Regions from separate parts of the Mus musculus genome. Here regions 2, 3 and 4 are each linked to region 1. A link is a contact called in public HiChIP or PLAC-seq and promoter capture Hi-C data. All regions are on one chromosome and are shown on one strand. The core of a region is the stretch at or near the end of the contact, and the rest is flanking DNA. Distances in the headings are between cores, read along the strand shown.

What was found. Promoter capture Hi-C pulls out the DNA fragments that hold promoters and counts their contacts. HiChIP or PLAC-seq counts read pairs in DNA pulled down with a chosen protein or histone mark.
Region 2: a contact with region 1 is called in a FOXA1 HiChIP or PLAC-seq map of pancreatic cancer cells. The contact joins the promoter of Msh5 here to the promoter of Slc44a4 in region 1. A contact is called at or near these places in 12 of 39 promoter capture datasets (the 3T3-L1 cell line, the HPC-7 cell line, the SN4741 cell line and 7 more), 5 of 115 datasets of contacts at active chromatin or transcription factors (bone marrow-derived macrophages, embryonic stem cells, extraembryonic endoderm stem cells and 1 more) and 3 of 9 other capture datasets (adipose tissue, liver and pancreatic islet).
Region 3: a contact with region 1 is called in a promoter capture Hi-C map of liver, with 2.4 times the contacts expected there. The contact joins the promoter of C4b here to the promoter of Slc44a4 in region 1. A contact is called at or near these places in 2 of 39 promoter capture datasets (the SN4741 cell line and liver).
Region 4: a contact with region 1 is called in a promoter capture Hi-C map of liver, with 2.4 times the contacts expected there. The contact joins the enhancer-like site here to the promoter of Slc44a4 in region 1. A contact is called at or near these places in 4 of 39 promoter capture datasets (the 3T3-L1 cell line, cranial neural crest and liver), 1 of 15 datasets of contacts at CTCF or cohesin (large pre-B cells), 1 of 484 Hi-C or Micro-C datasets (embryonic stem cells) and 1 of 115 datasets of contacts at active chromatin or transcription factors (bone marrow-derived dendritic cells).

What each region holds. Positions count from the first base shown.
Region 1 is chr17:34,911,362-34,916,761 of GRCm38.p6, reverse strand. It overlaps Slc44a4 (solute carrier family 44, member 4), which reads right to left and starts at 2,296. Exons shown (of 21, transcript NM_023557.3): 1 at 2,242-2,296; 2 at 67-115. The coding sequence starts at 2,275. It overlaps Ehmt2 (euchromatic histone lysine N-methyltransferase 2), which reads right to left. Exons shown (of 27, transcript NM_145830.3): 23 at 5,284-5,399; 24 at 5,097-5,183; 25 at 4,295-4,373; 26 at 3,953-4,128; 27 at 2,689-3,122. The coding sequence ends at 2,942.
Region 2 is chr17:35,045,438-35,050,402 of GRCm38.p6, reverse strand. Msh5 (mutS homolog 5) reads left to right here and starts at 3,658. Exons shown (of 25, transcript NM_001146215.2): 1 at 3,658-3,703; 2 at 4,016-4,172; 3 at 4,350-4,473. The coding sequence starts at 4,029. Clic1 (chloride intracellular channel 1) reads right to left here and starts at 160. Exons shown (of 6, transcript NM_033444.2): 1 at 1-160. Gm23421 (a small nuclear RNA gene) reads right to left here and starts at 1,185; the gene lies at 1,082-1,185.
Region 3 is chr17:34,742,044-34,747,067 of GRCm38.p6, reverse strand. It overlaps C4b (complement component 4B (Chido blood group)), which reads left to right and starts at 3,171. Exons shown (of 41, transcript NM_009780.2): 1 at 3,171-3,306; 2 at 3,407-3,599; 3 at 4,056-4,257; 4 at 4,466-4,536; 5 at 4,616-4,704; 6 at 4,998-5,024. The coding sequence starts at 3,242. It also overlaps the pseudogene Stk19-ps1.
Region 4 is chr17:34,696,568-34,701,577 of GRCm38.p6, reverse strand. All of the region lies in intron 16 of Tnxb (tenascin XB), which reads right to left. Among named protein-coding and RNA genes, the nearest start is that of Gm24389, 11 kb to the right of the region's middle. Within about 2 kb of position 1,312, at least 67 of the 459 cell types and tissues checked have an H3K27ac peak or open chromatin away from gene starts, as enhancers often do.

The DNA.
Region 1 (5,400 bases), core at 1,047-3,546:
GGGACCAGGTTCTTGCATTAAACCAAATCCTCCCCACATCTCTCGGGGCCACTGCCCGTAGCTCACCTGTTTTTGATGGGGCCTCGAAAGGAGGGGTCATATTTGGCCGAATTCCCTGGAGGGGGGAGTAGAGAATAAGGCATTGAGGGTCTCTTCCCCCACATCCAGTCGCTCTCAGACACTCAATGGTCCCAGGCGCCTGTCTAGCTCACTAACAGGACTGGACCTGGATTAGCAGTATCCTGGTCAGAGAGCAGCCCCATGGTTGCCAGCTTGTGACTGCTACTGGGCAACAGCTGGGAGGTGGGGCCTTTATTTTTGGCAATCTTAGATATCAAATCTATGGTTTCTTACATGGGAGGCAAGTGCTCTGCCACTAAACTGTAACCACAGCCAACTATTTTATTTATTTATTTACTTTTTTTTTTTTTTTTTGGAGACAGGGTTTCTTTGTAAAGTTTTAGCTTCTTGGAACTATCTCTGTAGCCCAGGCTGGCCTTGAACTCACAGAGATCTGCCTGGCTCTGTCTCCCAGGTGTTGGGATTAAAGGCATGTGTCTCCAGGCCGCAGCCATTTGTTTTAAATTTTACTTTGTATTTCAGACAAGATCTTGCTGAGTTCTCCAAGCTGGACTTAAACTTGCTTCAGCCTCCTGACTGGTTTTTAGAATAAGCTTCTGAAAGTGGTTCTTAAAGGGACTCAAGGCTTCTGAGTAGTGTGTAACCCAGGTTCTGGGACTCCCTCTTAGTGGCTCGCAGACCCCAGTCCTATCTCTGTCCTCCAGCCTGTTCCAAGTCATCTCTGGACTATCCAGTCTGGGAGCCCCTCAGGGGACCATCATCACTTATCTCAGCCCTCTGGCCCAAGGATATGACAAAGAAAGGATAGTAAAGCTATGAAACCCTGCAGGGCAATGGGAGCTCCGAAGACCGCCCCACCACCACCACCCCACTCCGGCTACCGCACGGCTCTGGGTGGCCAGCCAGATTGACACCTGAGCCGGCTGCTGTGGTTGTGGCCTTGTGGCCACGTCCTGTTCCTGGTCCTCCTTGAGTACACAGGGGAGGGGGCGGGGCAGGGCGGGGCCAGGCTGCCAGGGTCCTGGTGGGCACTGAGGGACAGCTGAGGGGTGGGCTAGCCTGGGGCAGGTATCTTCTTTTGTGGGCATTTTGGACTCTGTCCCACCCGGGCTCACAGACACAGGGTCAATGATTGACCCAAGGCTGTTCCAGGAAGTTTTCTGTGCTCTGGCTATTACTCGGTCTTCTAGGGGACACCAGCCCCACCTAGAGGAGGCCCAACCCTCAGCCCTCTCTCTTCCCCGTCCAGTCTCAGGATCTGGGGGAAAGATTTCCAGCCCTTTACTTCAGCAGTTCTGGAAACAGGCCTCCCCTGTTTCCCCTCAGACCTCCCCTTCCACACAGCCCTGGCCCCGATTACTTAAAGTGCTCTAGATACACCAACATACACACTTCTTCCCAACTGAAACCTGAAGGCAGGTGTCAGTTGTCTCTCCACCTTAGGCCCCACTCCTCACAGGGGTCCTTGCAGGCAGACCCTAGCATCTCGGGGTCCCACCCCAAATTCTCACAAGAATTCCTTTAGTCCACGGTACCTGCCCCCCCCCCTCTGGGACTCTAGCATGCAGACCCCAGCAGCTCAGGGTCCCAGGCCCTCCATTTCACAGGAATCCTAGCAGGCTGACTGCAGAAGTTTGGGGTTCCAGCCCCCTACTCCTCAAAGGACTTTATTAGTTCAGAGGCCCATCTCCCCAACTCTTCACACAGATCCCAACAGGAGTCTCAGCTCCTGCCTCTTCACAGGGTGTGGGTTGACAGACACCCCCCCCCCCAGCAACCACAGCGCAGGACACTGCTGGACTCTAAGTCCAGAGCATCGGGACCCTAACCTGCCTCCTAACCACACAGGCTTTGTTTGCTAGGGCTCTGCCCTCAGGGACCTACAGCCCAGGCCTGACCTCCCCACTCCGCTGGCCACACAGGGACGCCAGCCCCAACTCCTGCTCATCCAGGTTCCATTTAGTATGCAAGATCTTTCTGGCGGCTCAGACCATCCTTCCAGGACCTGATTCTGTCTCTTTTCCTTGACTCCTGTTTTCCTGTAGCCGCTCCTCAGAGACCCAGGACTCCAGTTCCTCTGTCAGGATCCAACCTCAGCTGCCATGGCTGCAGAGCCCGGCCACCTCTCTCCAGAGCCCGGGCCTCTGCCCCTAGCCTTACCGTGAGCCTCGTTCTCATTCTGCTTTCTCCCCATGGCTCAGTCTCCGGAGTGATTGGAGCCACGGAGACCTAGCCGCTCACCTGCCGCCCGCCCCGCCCTCCCTCCCAGACGTCACAGCCCCGCCCCTGCCTGTGGTCCTCTACAGTTCCTTTTTCAGATCTCAACTCTTGACCAGCCCAGGGGTACCAGGGCTCAGAACTGGGTCCCAGGAGCTGCTTACCGGGTCTGCTACGGACCGCAGCAGGAAGAAACCGGAGCACTTTGATAAGGAAACACTGCATAATTGTTTAGAGTACTTCAACTGTGGCACACCCAAACCTCTAGGTTGTGATTTGCTTTTCCTTAAACCCCTGTGGCCAGTGGGTGCCCCACAGCTGTTCTCTTCCACCCCACAGCCACAGCTTGCTTCCTACCCAACTGTCCCCTCAGCCCCATAGTCCTCATCGTCCTGAAACAATCACCAGACAGTTTATTACCAAACCCAACATTTATTGAGAACACAGAAAATCAGCTGGCAGAGGCCCAACTTCAATCAGCTAACTGAGGCCAGGCTCAGTGGGGAAGGCCAGCCCTGAAGTCACTTGCACTCCCAGTGAGAAACCAGCTCTGGGAGAGGGGCCATCGACCTTCCAGGCCTTACTGGGGTCTCTGATGGAGAAATGTCTGAAGGGCAGTGCCCGGCCTGGATTTTAAGAGTCCTCAGGTGTTGATGGGGGGCAGGGAGCTGAGGTCAGGGAGCAGCTCCGGGTGGGGGTCCAGCCGGGCCAGGCGGCTCTGCTCCAGGGCGATGGCCTCCGCTGAATGCTTGCACTTCTCAGAGCCACACTGGCAGGTGAAATACTTGCTCTTGATGTCCCAGAATCGGTCACCGTAGTCAAAGCTGGCAGAGGAAACACAGGAGCTCTTGGCCCTTGGATCTAGACACTTCAAACCCATCTCATAGAGCCCAGGAGCCCTCTTGAGGGATCCACCTTCTTCCACCCAACCACTCCTGCAGATGGACTCCAGGTCCTTGTTGGCTCTGTTGACTCACACTCCCAGAGAACTGTCATAAATGCAGGCTTCTAGCCTTCCTGCCTTGTGACCAGACTCTCCCGAGGCTCTGCGGGAAGTGGGATGCAGCCTGCCCAGGGCCTAGTATACTCAACCATCCAGCCAACCCACACTAGCCCCCATCCCCCTTCTTGTTTTTTGCTTAAGATAGGGTCTCTCTACATAGGCCTGGCTGTCCTGAACTCTGTAGTTAGCCCAGGCTGGCCTTGAATTTGTAGGTACTTCTGCTTCAAGCTCTTTCAAACACTAGCATGACAGGCATGTGATACCAGGGCAACCTGGACTTCTCTTGTTTTGTTTTGACACAGGGTCTCACTCTGTAGCCCAGACTCTTTGTGATCCTCCTGCCTCAGCCTCCTGAGTGCTGTGATCATGAATGTATGTTCCTACTCCTGCCTTACACAGTTTTAACAAGCCTTCCAAGGGACACCTAAGAACACCAAAGGAAGCCGGGTATGGTAGCACACACCTTTAATCCCAGCACTTGGGAGGCAGAGGCAGGCAGATTTCTGAGTTCGAGGCCAGCCTGGTCTACAGAGTGAGTTCCAGGACAGCCAGGACTACACAGAGAAACCCTGTCCCGAAAAACCGGGAAAAAAAAAAAAAAAAAAAAAAGAACACCAAAGGCTGGTCAGTGCCCTCAGGCTGGCTCCTCACCCCAGCTCCTCCCCAGTCCGGATGTCCCTGGAGCTGAAGAAGGCAATGCGTGGGAACCGTAGATCTTGGTGCAGCATGAAAACCCGGACAGGGATGATGTTGGGGTCACACAGGTGGTTAATGAATCGGCTGATGTTGCCATAGTAACGGGCATCAATGCAGTAAACCTCGCCATCCTGGGGGTGGAGACACAGTGTTCTTAATATCCACTTCTATCCACTTGCCTGGCTAGTGTTCCTGCAGTGACACCCAGTCCCTCCACCCAGGCTTCCAGTCCCAGATGTTACAGGTGGCTGCACAAAGCAGCCTTTGGTAGTTGAGGGCAGAGGTGCTGCATCCCACCTTGTTATCTAAATCGAAGAGGTAAGAATCATCCTCTCTCACATCAGCCTCGGCATCAGAGATCAGCTCTCCTACATACCTGTTGGACGGAAACTTCAGTTCTGCATGAACAGTGAGCAGGGCTCCCGGCCCCACCTTCCCACTCAGTTCTCAGAGCCCAGGGGAGAGATGCAGGACATGGTCCAGCCACTAGGGGTCGCTGTGCAGCTGTAGACAGGCAGGTGGGAGGCTCTGTACAGGTGGAGCCTGCAAGACCTGAGCAGGCATGGTGGGAGATGACGTGTGTGTGTGTGTGTGTGTGTGTGTGTGTGTGTGTGAGCCTGTGTTCTGGGGATTAGCATCCCTGGTGGCTGGCTGGGTGGAAAGTTGCCAGGCTTAGACATTAGGAGGTGTGTGCACCAGGAACTATCAAACAGGTGGTAGGCTCTGCGCAGCTACATCAGTCATGAGGTCGCCCCATGTGGCTGGAAGAGGAATTGCCCAAGAGAAGTGGGTGTCTGAGAAGTTGAGGGAACAGAGAAACTGGGAGGTCCTCGGAGCAGGTGAAGGGGCTTCTCTGCTCTAAAGGCCACAGAGAACCTAGGTGAGTCTGACGGCAGAGGGGAGGAAGTGCACAGGAAAAAGCTATTCTCCACTTTACAGATCTGTCTGCCACAGGCATGCTCCATCTAGGCAGCGTGCAGGTAAAGGGGGGACATGATGTTTGGAAATACACTCGGTGGGCGAGCAGAGACATGTATCCTGACATGGAGCTCTAGGGTCAGCAGAGCCCTCATGCACCACGGCCTCACAGTGAACTTACTCGCAGATGAACGTGCCCTGGGGGATGGTCTGCAAGGCTCGGACCCCCCAGCCCATCTTGGCAGTCCGGTAGAGCTGCAGCCGTACCCTAGAGGTGGAGAGGGAGTCACACTGAGTGTGGGACACCTGGGAGGGCCCCAGGGGAGGGGAGGCGGAGGCGAGGCAGGGTGCCGGGGCGCGCGCCTCACTTGATGCCGCTCTGCACCACGCGGTTCTTGCAGCTTCTCCAGCAGGAGCATGCCTGGTTACACTCAAAGATCAGGGGGGGCTCGATCTTGTTAAACTCCTGGAGCAGCCGCCCGTCC
Region 2 (4,965 bases), core at 2,409-4,908, 130 kb before region 1:
AGGGGCCGGGGCAAGGGAAGGCGGGTCTCACGGTCCGGGATTCTCTCCTCCAGACTCAGGGCTGTCCCTTCGGCGCAACCCAAGTCCGATCAGACCCTTTAGTTCGCTCCAACACGGCTTCCCCACAGGCCCAGTGCACCCCACACCCAGCTGCTCCACCTCGGTCCCTCCTGTTTAGCTCAGGGAGCAGCTGACTCACCGGCCGGCCCCGCCCTGGACCTGGGGAGGGGACATGAGGGGAGGGGACACGGGGATCGTGGGAGTGGGTCCGGGACTGAAGTCAGAGGTCTCGGGATCCCAGGGATAAGGTGTTAGAAGGGAAGTCCGGGGGCTTCCTCGATTCCCTGACCTCTCCTAAACACAGCAGCATTTTCGTGCCTCAGTTTCCTCGCTTCGTTAATGAGAAGGGTGGCCACTATCAAACAGGGAAGCTTGACACTAGCGAAGTGACCACGGAGGTGCAGAAAGGGAGTTTGAGGATGCAAGGGTTCTGCGTTTTGTTTTGTTTTGTTTTGTTTTCAGTTATCCAGTCAGTCTTCTGGTTTGCTGGGACTGTGCTCTGCGTGTGTGGAGGGGGATCGGGAAGGAGATAGTGAGCTGAGGACTACAGATTGGCAAAGGGCACTCCAAGACACAGGCCGCCAGAGGCCAGGAGGCCTGATGCAGGGGAAACAGGAAGCTGAGCCCAGGCTTCACGGCAGGGGGCGGTCCTCTGGAAGCCTGGCCAAGCTTAGACTTTCCCCAACCCGGGCCCCTTACCCTCCTCTCAATGGTGAATGTTGCCTTGGAGACTTATCCTGGTTCTAGGATAGCACTGGGCTCATCCTGGGGTGGGTGGGGTAGCGACTGGTTCTATCACGGGAAGAAAAAAAGGAAAGGTCAGACAGGTCAGTGTGAGCAGAGTCTTGGGGGACATCTAAGTAAATAAGACGGGGGGGGGGGTGTCACTTTCCCTGGGAGGCCTGATTCTGGAGGGTCTAACTTTAGTATAAAGATAGAACTTTACTACCTATTTTTTTTCACTTCAGTATCTTTTAATTACCCACCTATACAAATGATTTTAGATAAAGCACAGGCAAATAAAAATATGGAATGCCTTACAAATTTGCGTGACATCCTTCCGCAGGGGCCATGCTAATCTCTGTATCTTTCCAATTTTAGTGTGAGTGCTACTGAAGAGAGCTCTACTACTCGTGTGTGTGTGTGTGTGTGTGTGTGTGTGTGTGTGTGTTTGTGTATTTTGGTTTTTAGTGACAGGGTTTCTCTGTGTGGTTGAGGCTGTCCTGGAACTCACTCTGTAGACCAGGCTGGCCTCAAATTCAGAAATCCGACTACCTCTGCCTCCCAGGTGCTGGGATTACAGGCATGCGCCACCACTGCCCTGCCTACTACTTCTACCTTTTTTAAAAACAAAAACAAAACCAGGCATAGTGGTGCACACCTTTAATCCCAGCACTCAGGAGGCAGAGGCAGGCAGATTTCTGAGTTCGAGGCCAGCCTGGTCTACAAAGTAAGTTCCAGGACAGCCAGGGCTATACAGAGAAACCCTGTCTCGAAAAAACAAAAAACAAAAACAAAACAAAAAACAAAAAAACCTAAAATATGTCTGCCAATATCTAACCTCCACACTCTAAATTTCTCTACTATCGACTAGCTTTCTTTTCTTCTCAGTCTAACACACACACACACACACATATACAGACATATTTGAAGAAAATATTCTGGACTTGGAAAGACAGAGAGGAAAGACTGGGCTGGAAACTGAAAGAGGCAGGGAGGGCTGAGGTGAATTGATGCATGTTTGCTGGAACAGCAGTTAGTTAGTGGTTTCCTCTTGTGCTTCCTCTTCTGAGAGCTTTCTCCTCCCTGGGGCGCGGGGGGCGGGGGGGGGGGCTGGCTTATCTCTCTCCTCCCCAGGAAGGCAGAATATACTTGGTGTTTGGGCTTTTGAACTACAGCGTTGCAGACAGTTGTAGACTGACTCATGCGTGAGCCCCAGCTGAGTCCTAAGAATGTTCCCTCTATGCTGACCCTTGAGATCTGCACCAGAGCCTCTTCCCACTGATAAGAGAGATGGCTTCCATGAAGCCTTATTTCCCAGACACCTCCTTTTTTCCCTCTGGTCAGCAAGTGGCCAGCGGGCAATCTGCTCACAGTTAGATCGCTGGGAGAAACTTTAGATTCAAACAGGTTTGGCTGCCTCTCTTGGCTGTCTTTATGGCCGCAGCTGCTCTGATCATCACTATTGACTGTGGCTGCCTGAATTGCTACGCACACACAAATGCGTTATCTTGCCTTTATTTTCCAGGCTGCTCTGTCCTGGGATCACCCAGCAGTGCTCCTGGATTTGAAGCCAGGACTGCATTAAAAAAAAAAAAAATGTAGACTGCCATCTTATCTCTGAGCTCCCACTTCTTCTTTCTCCAGCTCTTCTTTTCTTCTGCTGCCTTCTCTTCCTGGGTCTGATCCCTTCCTCTTCTTGGTAAACCAGTCCCTAATCTCTTCATACCCCAGAATGGAAGGTGTGTCCCTCTCTGCCACTCCCCAGAGCTGTCACCAATAACCTCTTCCAGGTTTCCATAACTCCATTGCTCAATAATTTGCCAAGAGTAACCATTAACCCAGCCCTTAGACCTGCTCCCCTTTGGAGATGATTTTTCCAGTCGCTGATCAGCAGAGCCAGGTCACCTCATGCCATTTCTGAACCTCAGGCAGGATCTTAGTTTAGTGTAGCTAGGACAGTTTTTAAAAAATTATGTGGTGTGTGAGTGTGAGTGTGAGTGTGTGTGTACAAGCAGCACAGGTATGGAGGACAGAGGACAATCTGGGTACAAAATTGAAGGTACTTTTACCTGCTAAGCCAGCACTGAAGTTTTTGTTTGTTTGTTTATTGTTTTGTAAAGTATGGTTTTTTTTCTTTCCCTCAGAAACTCCTTCCTTCTCCTTCTTTCCCATCCAGATGGATCATCAGTCAGAGATACCCTGTGTCCTTAGGGGTGAGAGGACTGTAGTATGGTTGTATGTGTTCTAATTAGGTCTACTTTCAGAATTTAGTGTCTTTCAGATACTTATACTTCCTCTTCAGGGGTTCCAAAATAATCAAGCCCCGTGTTGCTCCTGTGGTTGGTGATCATCTCCTGCAATCAGGAAACAGGCAAAGTAGGTCTGAAACAGGAGTTAGTTCTTACTTCCACTTATTTATTTAAAACACTCATGTAGCGCTTACTTTGTTTGCTGGGCACTGTTCTGAGTTTTTTATAAATATTAACTTAGTGGGTACAAATATTAACGGAGTTGTTGCTGTTGGCACAGGTTGAATTAATGTTGCTTCTCTCCACTCTTCAGGAAGGAGGAAGACTGCCTCTGGCCCTTTAAGGTCGGCCTCCGGGCTCTGGCCTTCTCCACCGTGGCCCAGACCCTTTTTCCAGGCGGGGACCTTAGTTTAGGGCGGGCTCCGCCCAACATCAATCAAAGCTCTGCGACACGGCTGCTTAGCAACGGCAGAGGGCGGGAATTTTGAACACTCTAGCACCGCCCCCAATGCAAACGGACCAATCGACATCTAGCGTCCTCACCGCCTTCCCGTTGGATGGCTAAGCAGACCCTTTCAGCCACTAAGGGGGCGGGGCGAGCGCGCGCGGCCCACGCCTACAGGCTGCAGGCTTGCGGCGGTTGGTCAGGGAGGTGGATCGTCGCGGCTGAGGTGACGGAAAAGGCGGGAAAGTGCTGCGAATTGGCGGCTCCAGTGGGGTGGGGGTGGGGGAGGGGGTGGGGGTGGGTCAGGAGAGCGCGCTGCGGCTGTAAGGGCGTGGGTGGCGGGAGAGACTTGACGTGACAGCGCGCTCCGTCAGAGCTTCCAAAGCACGGCTTCGAGTGACAGGAATGAGGGTGGGACAGTAGCTCGGAGCTGCTCCCAACCTAAAGGGGCAGCCCCCGCGCCTGTCCCCTGAAAGCCCGCGCACCAGCCGCCTGCTGAATGCTGCTTTTGGACCTCCTTCCCCTCCCATGTCCTCAGAGTCGCCGAGCCCATGGCTTTCAGAGCGACCCCAGGCCGGACGCCGCCGGGACCCGGACCCAGATCCGGAATCCCCTCAGCCAGCTTCCCCAGCCCTCAGCCCCCAATGGCGGGGCCTGGAGGTATCGAGGAAGAGGACGAGGAGGAGCCCGCCGAGGTGTCCGCGGAGTTGGGAGGGCTGGGAGAGGCTGAGCCGACCCCGTTTCACGTTGACTAAACTCCCCATGAGTGCCTATCTCCGAGATTTGGTTAAATGATTAATAATAAGGGATGACCAATCCATGCCCTTCCGAGGGATTCAGATATCGATCCCCTTTCCTTCCTCGCGGGACAGATCCATCTGTGCGTGCTGTGGAGCTCGGGATACCTGGGCATTGCTTACTATGACACTAGTGACTCCACTATCCACTTCATGCCAGATGCCCCAGACCACGAGAGCCTAAAGCTTCTCCAGAGAGGTGCGACAGAGCCCTGCATTCCTCTCCTCTGGGGTGGGACGTGTGTTCACTCATACATCCTCATGTAGTTTATAGTCACCTGATTTAGGAATTACTTATTCAACACAACTTTATTAGGTACCTACTGTATGTGAAATGCTACAGATTTTGTCCCTGGCAAACCATGATTTTAGTGATAGTTTCCAGGACACTCTTGTTCCTTCCCACCGTGCCTTTACTAAGTCTCCTCCACTGCGCTCCCAGTGTGCAGACCATCCCTTACAGACATAAAATAACTTTAGTTTGGTTTTGGTTTTTTTTTGAGACAGGGTCTCACTATGTACTATGTGGCTCTGGTTTATCCTGAAACCTATTGTGTAGATCAGGCAGATTTTGATTTCATGGAGATTCCCCTGCCTCCCAAGGGCTGGGGTCAAAGGCATGTGTCACCATGCCTGGCTAAGATGATAAATTCTTGAGGAGAACAGACAGTGGCAGGAAGAGAGCCACCAC
Region 3 (5,024 bases), core at 1,922-4,421, 170 kb after region 1:
GGACCCAGGTCTGTGAGAAGGGAGGGAGGGGTGGGGGTGGGGAGTACACCAGTGTGGTGGTCTCGGGAGGGAAGCTGGGCATAGAAATAACTGACATTATGTCTAACCCACATCTCATAGAGGGCACAGAGTTCTGGTAATTAGTAAGATGGGGAGGAAGGAAGGAAGTGTGGGGGAGGGAAGAAGGAAGCAGGGAAAAAGGGAAGTAGAAGGACCCAGGAGAAGGGAGTCAGAGATAGAGAGCCATGGTGGGGGATGGGCTCATGCTGGCTACCGACATCAACTCTGGTTCTAGGTCCTCAAGGCCTACCATGTGCTGGGGTGGTACAGAAGTTCCTGGACTCAGTGCTCCCAGCCTGTGGGGACCTCAGTTTCCAGCAGGATCAGATGACACAGACGTACGGCTTCAGGGACCCAGAGATCACGTGAGATGTGGTGGGGTCAGTAAGTCAGGCCTCTAGCAGCGTTTCTGAGTGAGCCTCTGTTCTGTAAAGTGAAATGTACTCCACCCTGCAAGAGAGCCTTGGACTAGAAATCGGCAGAGCTAGAGGCTTGCCCAATATGAGGCTTTGCTGGAGCTATGCCTGACAATGCCATGAGAATAGAAAATGGCAGAGGCTACAGGATCCCTAAAGATTCAAGTTCACAGGGTCCCCTGTAAAGTACTAGGCAAGGTCTCAGTACAGAAGGATTTTAGGGTACCACACCTGTGTCAGGCCTCCTGCTTTCTAACTTGCTGGTATGGGAACTCACTGATCTCCCCTGGGAAGTAGCAGGGACAGAGTGGGGAGAGTTCATAGGTCATGGTGAGCCCAGAGATGACGCTTACTCCTCAGGCACATTTCAGAGCCTTTGCTCAGGGAGGGCTTCCCAAGGACACTGTTTTATGAGCAAGCAGTCTCCACCAAGAGGCCTGGGGAGCTGGCTTGCTTGGAAAAGTCCATGCTGTGTGAGCATGGGGGCCTGAGCGAGCTGCAGTTCCGGCACCCCCATAAGCTGAGCACAGTGAGGTGCCTGGGACCCCCGTGCTGGAAGTCAGGAGAGAGGCTAGCAAAGTGCACCCAAGCCAATGAGCTCCAGGTTCAGTGAGAGTCGCTATCACAAATATAAGGTCCAGCTAAGTGTGATGTTGCACACCTTTAATCGCAGCACTCGGGAGGCAGAGGCAGGTGGATCTCAGAGTTTGAGGTCAGCCTGGTCTACAGAGCAAGGTCCAGGACAGCCAGGCTACACAGAGAAACACTGCCTCAAAAAATAAAAGGGAAATAAATATCCCAATGTTTAAGAGCAATGGCTGCTCTTCTAGAGGACCCAAGCTTAATTCCTAGCACCCACAAAATGGCCCTGAATAGTCTATAACTCCAGTTTCAGGGGATCCTGTACCCTCTCTGGCCACCACAGATACTGCATGCATGTGCTAAACATGTAGTCAAAGCACGAATACACATAAAAAGTGTCTTTTTAGAAGTCAACAGTTATTGCACATGCTTAATGTAAACCTGTAGCCTCTACATGCTTGTGTACCTGCCCAGACAGTATATGACACCCACACCCACACCCACACCCACACCCACACCCACCCCACCCCACTTCACACCCAGGCAGCAGTAGTGGACCCAACAGGGTAAGTGGGTCCCTGCTTGGGTTGCCTGTGTTTCTGGAAGCTCAAGGTCCATGCATCAGCAGTAGGGGAAGGGAGGGTTCTCAGCCCAGGCTGCATCATCATGGCCGCCTACCACCTGCAGGCACCTGGTGAACGCTGGGGTCCTCACTGTCCGAGATGCTGGAAGCTGGTGGCTGGCTGTGCCTGGAGCTGGGAGATTCATCGAGTGCTTTGTTAAAGGTATGGTGCCTGAGGAGCAACACCCATGGGGGGTCTTTAGGTCTCCAAATTTGACTCACTTCTTCCTTTTCCTGGACCTTCTCCTCCAGGGCGCCAGGCTGTACTGAGCATGGTGTGGAAGGCCAAGTACTGGGAGCTTGCCCTGTCAGAGCTCCTGGGCCGCAGGGCCCCTTTGGCAGTGCGGCTAGGTCTTGCCTACCATGTGCACGACCTCATTGGAGCCCAGCTGGTGGACTGGTGAGTCTAGTCCTGAGACTTGGGAAACGTGCAGGGACCCAGGGTTGGTGTCCCCCTAAGTGTTGCTTCTGTCATCAGTGAAGCCAAGATTCTCTCATTCCCGGACTCGGGAGAAGACTGAACTAAATTCTGGATTTGCACACTTTGGGTCTAGGCAGCTGGCTCCAGTCTTGTCTTTCTGTTACACAGTGTCCCCACCACTTCTGGAACCCTCCTTCGCCTGCCAGATACATGAGGAGCCAATGCTTGGATTCTGCAACTCACTGAGTGAGGTTCCTGGAAGTGCCACTCCAGGGTGGCTGAGCAAGTCACCGCAGTGGGTGCCAGGCTCTACTGCTGCAAGCTGGGCTTCTACCTGAGCCGGGCTGTGGGCATTGCAGCTCTTGCTTCTGTGCGTGTGGAGTCAGGAGCCGTGCCAAGGGGATGAGAAGGTGGGATTGCTAGAGACACTGGAGCAGGGAGTAGAAAACTCTGCCCTTCACGTCAGGCTGAAATTGCCAAATAAAATACTCGTGCCTGCACTTCTTTCTGTGTCCTTTGTTCAGTGTGGTGTATGTACGGCTGTGTGAAGCCCAACTTGGGGCTGAGCATTTCATCATTGTTTAGAGAGAGAACAAGGCTTACTCAGGCCAATTTCCCTGTCTGGGGTGAGAGTGTACCTCATCTTCTGAGCTATAGGCTTTCTGTTAGAGCCATACCAAGCAGAAGGCTGCCTTGAATATGAGGCCATCGACTGGGGAACCCATTCTAGTTTTGTTAGGACCTTTACCTGTCTTATCTATGTGTCATGTTGGAGCTGAATACACGCACACATGGGCAAGCACATGTATTCGTACACACACACACACACCCACACGCACATGCACAGGGACACGCACACGCACACAAACACACACACAAGGGGAAGTCCCTGGTACTGGGAATAAACAAGCACCAGATCAATTTTGGGGCCAAGATTTCTACAGAGACCCTGGTGTTTGGGTTGCCTCCCCAGCTCTGGGCCTAGGGCCAGTTCTGTTTCTTGGCCATCACGTGGTTTCCCGGCTCATGGGGCAAAGGGAGGGGCAAGGTCCAGATCAAACTCTGCCCCAACCCTAGGTTGATCAGAAGGGAGCAGACAGTCAGACCAGACAGGTCTGACCTTTCCTGAATCCTCCAGCCATGCGGCTCCTCTGGGGGCTGGCCTGGGTGTTCAGCTTCTGTGCCTCATCCCTGCAGAAGCCCAGGTCCCGGGGAAGACACTGGCGTTTGTGTGGGCCAGGGGTGAGGGAGAGCGGGGTGGTGGGGTTCGGCTGGGTCTGAAGATGTACCTCACTGTTCTCCTAGGTTGCTCCTGTTTTCCCCTTCTGTGGTTAATTTGGGGACCCCCCTGTCGGTGGGGGTACAGCTCCTGGATGCCCCTCCAGGACAGGAGGTAAAAGGATCAGTGTTCCTCAGAAACCCAAAGGGTGGTTCCTGCTCCCCAAAGAAGGACTTTAAGCTGAGCTCGGGAGATGACTTTGTGCTGCTCAGCCTTGAGGTAACCAGTACCAGCACCCCTGCTGTTTCTCAGGTCTCTCTGCTGCACCCCATTGTCTGCTTATTTAGCAGCAGACAGGAGCTTGTTATGTGACATAGGCTGGCTTTGAACTCACAGCTGTCCTCTTGCCTCAGCCCCCAAAGTGCTAAGATTTACAAGTACACCTGGTTTGCCTGTTGCCTTTTGTTTTATTGTTTAGTTTTGCTTTTGAGATGGGATTTCAGGGTGTAACCTAGATTGGTTGAAATTGCTCAGTGACCCTACTGTGGGCCTCTCAAGTGTTGGGATTACAGCCGGGAGCCATTGTGCCTGGCACTTCTGTTGCCTTTTCCTTCCCATCCCCCTCAATGACTTCCTGCCTCTCTCTCCTCTGGCACAATGGCCTTGCTGTCCCTACCTTAGGCTCTGTATTGGGTTCCTTTTGCTCTGTCTGATAGTCTCCTTCTGTCTTGATAGGTCCCACTGGAAGATGTGAGGAGCTGTGGCCTCTTTGACCTGCGCAGAGCCCCCCACATCCAGCTGGTAGCTCAGTCTCCGTGGCTAAGGAACACAGCTTTCAAAGCCACAGAGACTCAGGGTGTCAACTTGCTCTTCTCTTCCCGACGAGGCCACATCTTTGTGCAGACCGATCAGCCTATCTATAATCCGGGGCAGCGGGGTGAGCCTCCAGCCCCAGGGCCTTTGCTCTGTCTCTCCCAGGCTGCTCAGGGCATGTTTGGTGCCTTCTATGTAAGGCAACTCCACAGATAGAGCCACCCTAGGGGCTTGATTAGCAGTTAAGTCCCCGTTGTCTCCCTGCAGCAGTTCCATTCGGTTTGCTCAGGACTCTTACCTCTCACCCCCACCTTCCCTCATCCTTCTCTTAGTTCGTTATCGGGTCTTTGCACTGGATCAAAAGATGCGCCCATCCACTGATTTCCTCACCATCACAGTGGAGGTGAGTGTCTGACCTCTGACCCTCCCAACACTGTGCACTGATGTGACCTCCCACTTGACCACATCGACTCCCCTCACAGAACTCCCATGGCCTCCGTGTACTCAAGAAGGAGATATTTACTTCCACATCCATCTTCCAAGATGCCTTCACCATTCCAGACATCTCAGAGTGAGCTCTCCCACCTTAGGGTTTCCCTTTATCTGTACCACCCCAAGGCCTGCTTCCCTTGGCACTGTCCACCACCTCTGACAGACAGAGGCACGTTCCAGATGTTCTGACCCTGCCCCTCCCAGATCTCTGGTCATACCACAGCTTTCTTCTGGAGGAATCAGGCCATAGCTGTCTGTGGGTAGCCTGGACTCACTCACACTAAAGTTGTCTATGGGTGGGTAGCCTGGACTCACTCAGGCCATGGCTGTCTGTCGGTGGGTAGCTCAACTCCCTCCCTTGTCCATTTTCAGGCCTGGGACCTGGAAGATCTCAGCTAG
Region 4 (5,010 bases), core at 63-2,562, 210 kb after region 1:
TCCAGGAGTGGCTTCTCTGGGGATTCTGCACAGGGATCTCCTTCTCAGGGTCCTACGACTCGAGAGAATTGGGTCCCCAAAGTACACCCAGTAGCTAAAGTAGAAGGCTTGGGGACTCAGGTGGCCTCAAAGCAGCCATCTGGTCACTGGAGGCTGGAGAGGACTGAGTTATTCTTGCCGCCCCATCTGATAGTCAGACTGCCCATTTCCAGATCCTCAGGAGGCAACTGGAGCATGTGTGTCAGGAGCCAAAGCACTGCTCATTTCCTCTGACCCAATAGTCTCACTTCTGGGCATTTATCCTAAGAAAATTATTAAAAGTAGGGGAAAGTTACACCATGGAAGAATTCATAACAAGATTCTTCACGACAGTAAAATGTGTCAGGACCCAAATGACCCACAATGGATGATGACTGGTTTTCCTACAGGCCTTTCACCAAAAAGCATCAAATGACCATTAAAATGGTGATTAGTGAAGACTGTGTGGTCACAAGGTAAATGACTAGCATCCAACTGGCACCCAGAAAGTAAGAGACAACTGCTTGGGAGCACAGCCAGCTGCATGGGAGCACAGCCAGCTGCATGGGAGCACTCAGGCTGTATGGGATCACTTAGGCTGTGTGGGAGCATTCAGGCTGCAGACTTAATGTGCAGCCTGAGAGTGCAGAGCAGGAAGCTTGCTTACAGCTTACACCTCAGCTTCTGTGGGTTTGGTGGTGGTAGTGTGTGTGCCAGGAATGGTGCCCAAGGCCTCATGGGATAGATAAGCACTCACAGTTGCTAATGGTGGTTACTGCTCAAACGCTAGATTGAGCCTCTCACTCGCTGGTTTTCAAGCTTTGCATATCCTGTCATGTCCCTCACACCATGAAAATACAGGCTTGAAAAGAGACTATTGAATCATATCAGTAAGTGGGAGGGAGATGGGAACGGACAGTGAGGGAGGTGGGAAAATGGGCGAAGGACTTGGGGGAGGGGATATGGGAAAGCAGGAGATATGTGTCCCTTATGGACCACTCCTCTTGCCGTGAGTTGAGAATGGCCTTATGAGGAATGACAAGACTTAAAGAGACAGGATCCTGAGCCAAGGGTAAGAAGGAACAGTTTACCCCCAGTCGCAAACTCTAGCTACCCCATGCCCCACAAGCCTGCAGTCTGCTGAGAGCAAAGGCAGAAACAAGACCTGTCAAGCCAGGGACTGTGAGATATGACTCCTCTACCTAGACGGTCACAGGCACAGAGAGCCACAGGCTGCCTGCTCCGTGGCTGAGCAGCCTGACCTGCCCCACACAGTGATCTGCTCTTGACATCTCCGGTAAAGCAGGCTGTGTGACAATGACCCAGGGGCCCAAGTGCTCATTGTGATTTGTTCCCTCGCTGCTTAGGGACTGGCAAATTTAATTTTCTGAGAATTAGAAATGAACCGCGTTGCCAGGGTGACAGGAAGACAGATGGGGTGCTAAGGAAGAGACACTGCATTTTTCTGTTTTTCTGTGATTATAAAAGGAATGTGTAGAGGGGAAGGAGAAATGCTTGCCATGTTGGAACATTTGCACAGTGCAGAACAGACGAAACCAGAAAAAAAGGCAGCCCAGCAGTGCTCAGAACAACACCACATTCTGTTTCACAAAGCACTGCCGTGGGCGCTGTGGGCCGCACTCCCTTCCTCTGGCTCTCCACAATGTGATGCTTGCCGGCTGGTTGTGATTAGCACCCTTATAGGACTCTCGGCCTGTGGTCCCTCTTCTCTCCCTCCTCTTGCTTTTTACTTTTGGACTCTCACTTTCAGAGGTGCAGGCCCACTATAGTGGGGAGGAGGGTATGGTGGAGGGTGGGGAGGAGGGTGCAGTGGAACAGAGCAGCACACATCACAGCCGCGGCCAGGAGGAGAGAAAAGAAATCCAGGAGAGTCCAGGCCAAGAAACAGGTCCAAGAAAATGTCCCCAGTGAGTGCTTTCCCCACCAAGTGCCCACCCTACTTCCCATTAGCACCTAACAATGCCACAGAGCATGGGGCCATCAAGGTACTGAAGTGGTGTGTGAGTGTGCGTGAGAGTGTGTGTTTGTGTGTGTGTGAGACTGTGTGTGTGTACATGTGTGAGTTTGCATGCACATGTGTGACTGTGCATATGTGTGTACATATGTGTGAGTATGGGCATGGATGTGCATGTGTGTACATGTGTGTGATTATGTGTGCATGTGTGTCTGTGTTCACAACAGAGTGAGGCAAAGGCAGCTGTTGAACAAAGTCCAAGGCTGTGAAGGGGAATTCAATCTTAGCCTTGTGGGATAGGGAAAACAACCGAGAAGGTGACCACACACCCCTGAGGAAGGAGATACTCTATAGCCCCACTTCACACTCACCTGTCACACCTATGGTGGACACAGGGCCCACACGACGCCCCTCATGGAGCCCATACAGGTTCATCTTGTACTTGCGCCCAGGATCCAGGTCTCTCACGATGACCTCCCTCTCCTGGCCCCTGACACGTATCACCTGGGGCCTCCCATCACTGTCCTTGTACTGGACAGTGAAGGAGTCAAAGTCTCCCTTGGGAATGGTCCAGGAGAGGCTCAGGGAGTCTGGGGACGATCCTGTCACTGTCAGCTCTCCTAGGCGTGGCTCCTCTGTGGGCTCTGGGGCCTCTGTGGGCTCTGGGGCCTCTGTCCTGGGCTCTGTGGGGCTAGGAGGCTCTTCCTCTGCAGCTGAGAAGGAGACAGAGAAGTGAGCAGGGGGTGCTGGAGAGACAGCTCAGTCATTAAGAGCACTGACTTGCTCTTCCAGAGGTCTTGAGTTCAATTCCCAGCAACCACATGGTGGCTCACAACCATCTGTAATGGGATCTGATGCCCTCTTCTGGTGTGTCTGAAGACAGTGACAGTGCACTCATAAATAAAGCAAATCTTAAATTTAAAAAAAAAAAAAAGGAAGAAGAAGAAGAAGAAGTGAGCAGGGTTCTTTGTCCTCAGGTCTTGGGAAGGAGGCAGAAACCATAGCTACCAGGGGACTTGGATTCTACCAGCACAATAAAACCATCCATTTTCCTGTTGCCTAGGAGAAGGGGCCAGCTCTAGGGGAAAGGAAGTAGGCCACATACTTGTCCATGGCCCTCATCCCCACTCCTGTCACCAAGGAGCTAAGGTCACCTCCTCTTGAGTTTTACCTGAGTTTTCCATTGTCCACTCACCTGTCACCCCAACAGCAGACACAGGGCCCACACGCTGGCCACTGTAGATGCCATACAGGTTCATCTTGTACTTGTGGTCTGGCTCCAGGCCTGAGATGGTGACCTGGTCCTCATGCCCTGGCACCCGAACCACCTTGGGCTGCCCATCCCCGTTCTTGTACTGGATCACGAATTGGTCAAACTGCCCCTCAGGGACTGTCCAGGAGAGGCTCAGGGAGTCAGGGGTGGCATCTGTCACAGTCAGCTCCTCCAGGCGAGGTTTCAGGGAAGAGGCATCAGTAGGCTCCTCTTTGGGGTCTGGGGAAGACGTAAAACAGAATCTTTGCTGTTTATGGAAGGAATTTCCAAGTCCCAACGCTCTTAAATATGGGTCAGAAGGAGGCTGTGTCTAGGCCTGGTCATGTTCTCTTCCTGTTTATAATCACCAGGGCTTCTCCACGGTCTTCTTTGGAAATCAGACAGGTCAGGTCACCTTGGCTCTCAAGGCCTTGGCATATCGTAGCTCAGCCTTCCTTTACGCTATTTTATTTTATTTTATTTTATTTTATTTTATTTTATTTTATTTTATTTTTTAAGGCTGGGCTTCACATAAGCCAAGGTGGTCTTCTGCTGAAGAGATACAGAATAGGCTTAACTCCTGATCCTCCTGCTCTCTCTGTCCTGCAAGGGCAAGGATAATGGGTGTGTGTGTCACTATGCCTAGCCAGATCAAAAGCTTCTTTTGGGGGTGTCAGAACAAAAGTCCTGAAACTAGACTGTGGGGGTCCATGCTAGGAAAATGTGCAAGTGTGTTTCTGGTGCACCTCACACAGATTATTTTGATGGCACCTAAGTTGGGTCTAAATGTAGCTGTTAATGAAGAACTTTCCTTCAGGGGAGGAGAGGGCGGGACACAGGCCAGTGAGTACCTGATTGAAGGAGTCACGGACACACTGGCCTCATCACATCCTCTCCCTTGTATACACCTCTGAACTTCAAAATAAAAAAGAAAGCCTTTTTATTAGATTTACTCTTTTTATTTTATGTGAATGTGTCTCCTGCCTGTCTGTCCGTGCACCACGTGTGTGCTTGGCACCCGTGGAGGCCAGAAGAGGGCGTCAGATCCCCTGGAACTGGAGTTGTAGCTGGTTGTGAGCCAGCTACATGATGCTAAGAACTGATTCTGAATCCTCTGCAAGACCAATGAGTCTTGCAGAGCACTCTACATCACTGGGGTCTCGCTTTAACCCCAACCTTTGGAATCTTAACCAATTATTTGAGGGTGGGATTTGCTGATGGTTCATGGAATTTGTTTTCTCTAGAGTTCCTGTGGGAGAACAAGTCTAAAACATGCCTCAGAGGTGTCAGGACCCAGCAGATTCCTCCAGGCCTGACCTTTTCCTAAGAGGCATCCCGGCCCCAGCTTCCATCTGACCTTAGGCATTGGAGGTCAGGGATGAGTTAGAGTCTGAGGAGTTTTGAGGTCCTCAGTCTCTGTTGTAGAAAATACTGAGGGTTCTACTTGCCTGAGAAGTAGAACATACACTCACCAGTCACGCCCACGGTGGACACGGGGCCCACGCGACGCCCCTCATGAAGTCCATACAGGTTCATCTTGTACTTGCGCCCAGGATCCAGGTCTCTCACGATGACCTCCCTCTCCTGGCCCCCGACACGCATCACCTGGGGCCGCCCATCACTGTCCTTGTACTGGACAGTGAAGGAATCAAAGTCTCCCTGGGGAACGGTCCAGGAGAGGCTCAGGGAGTCTGGGGATGATCCTGTCACTGTCAGCTCTCCCAGGAGTGGCTCCTCGGTGGGCTCTGGGGCCTCTGTGCTGGGC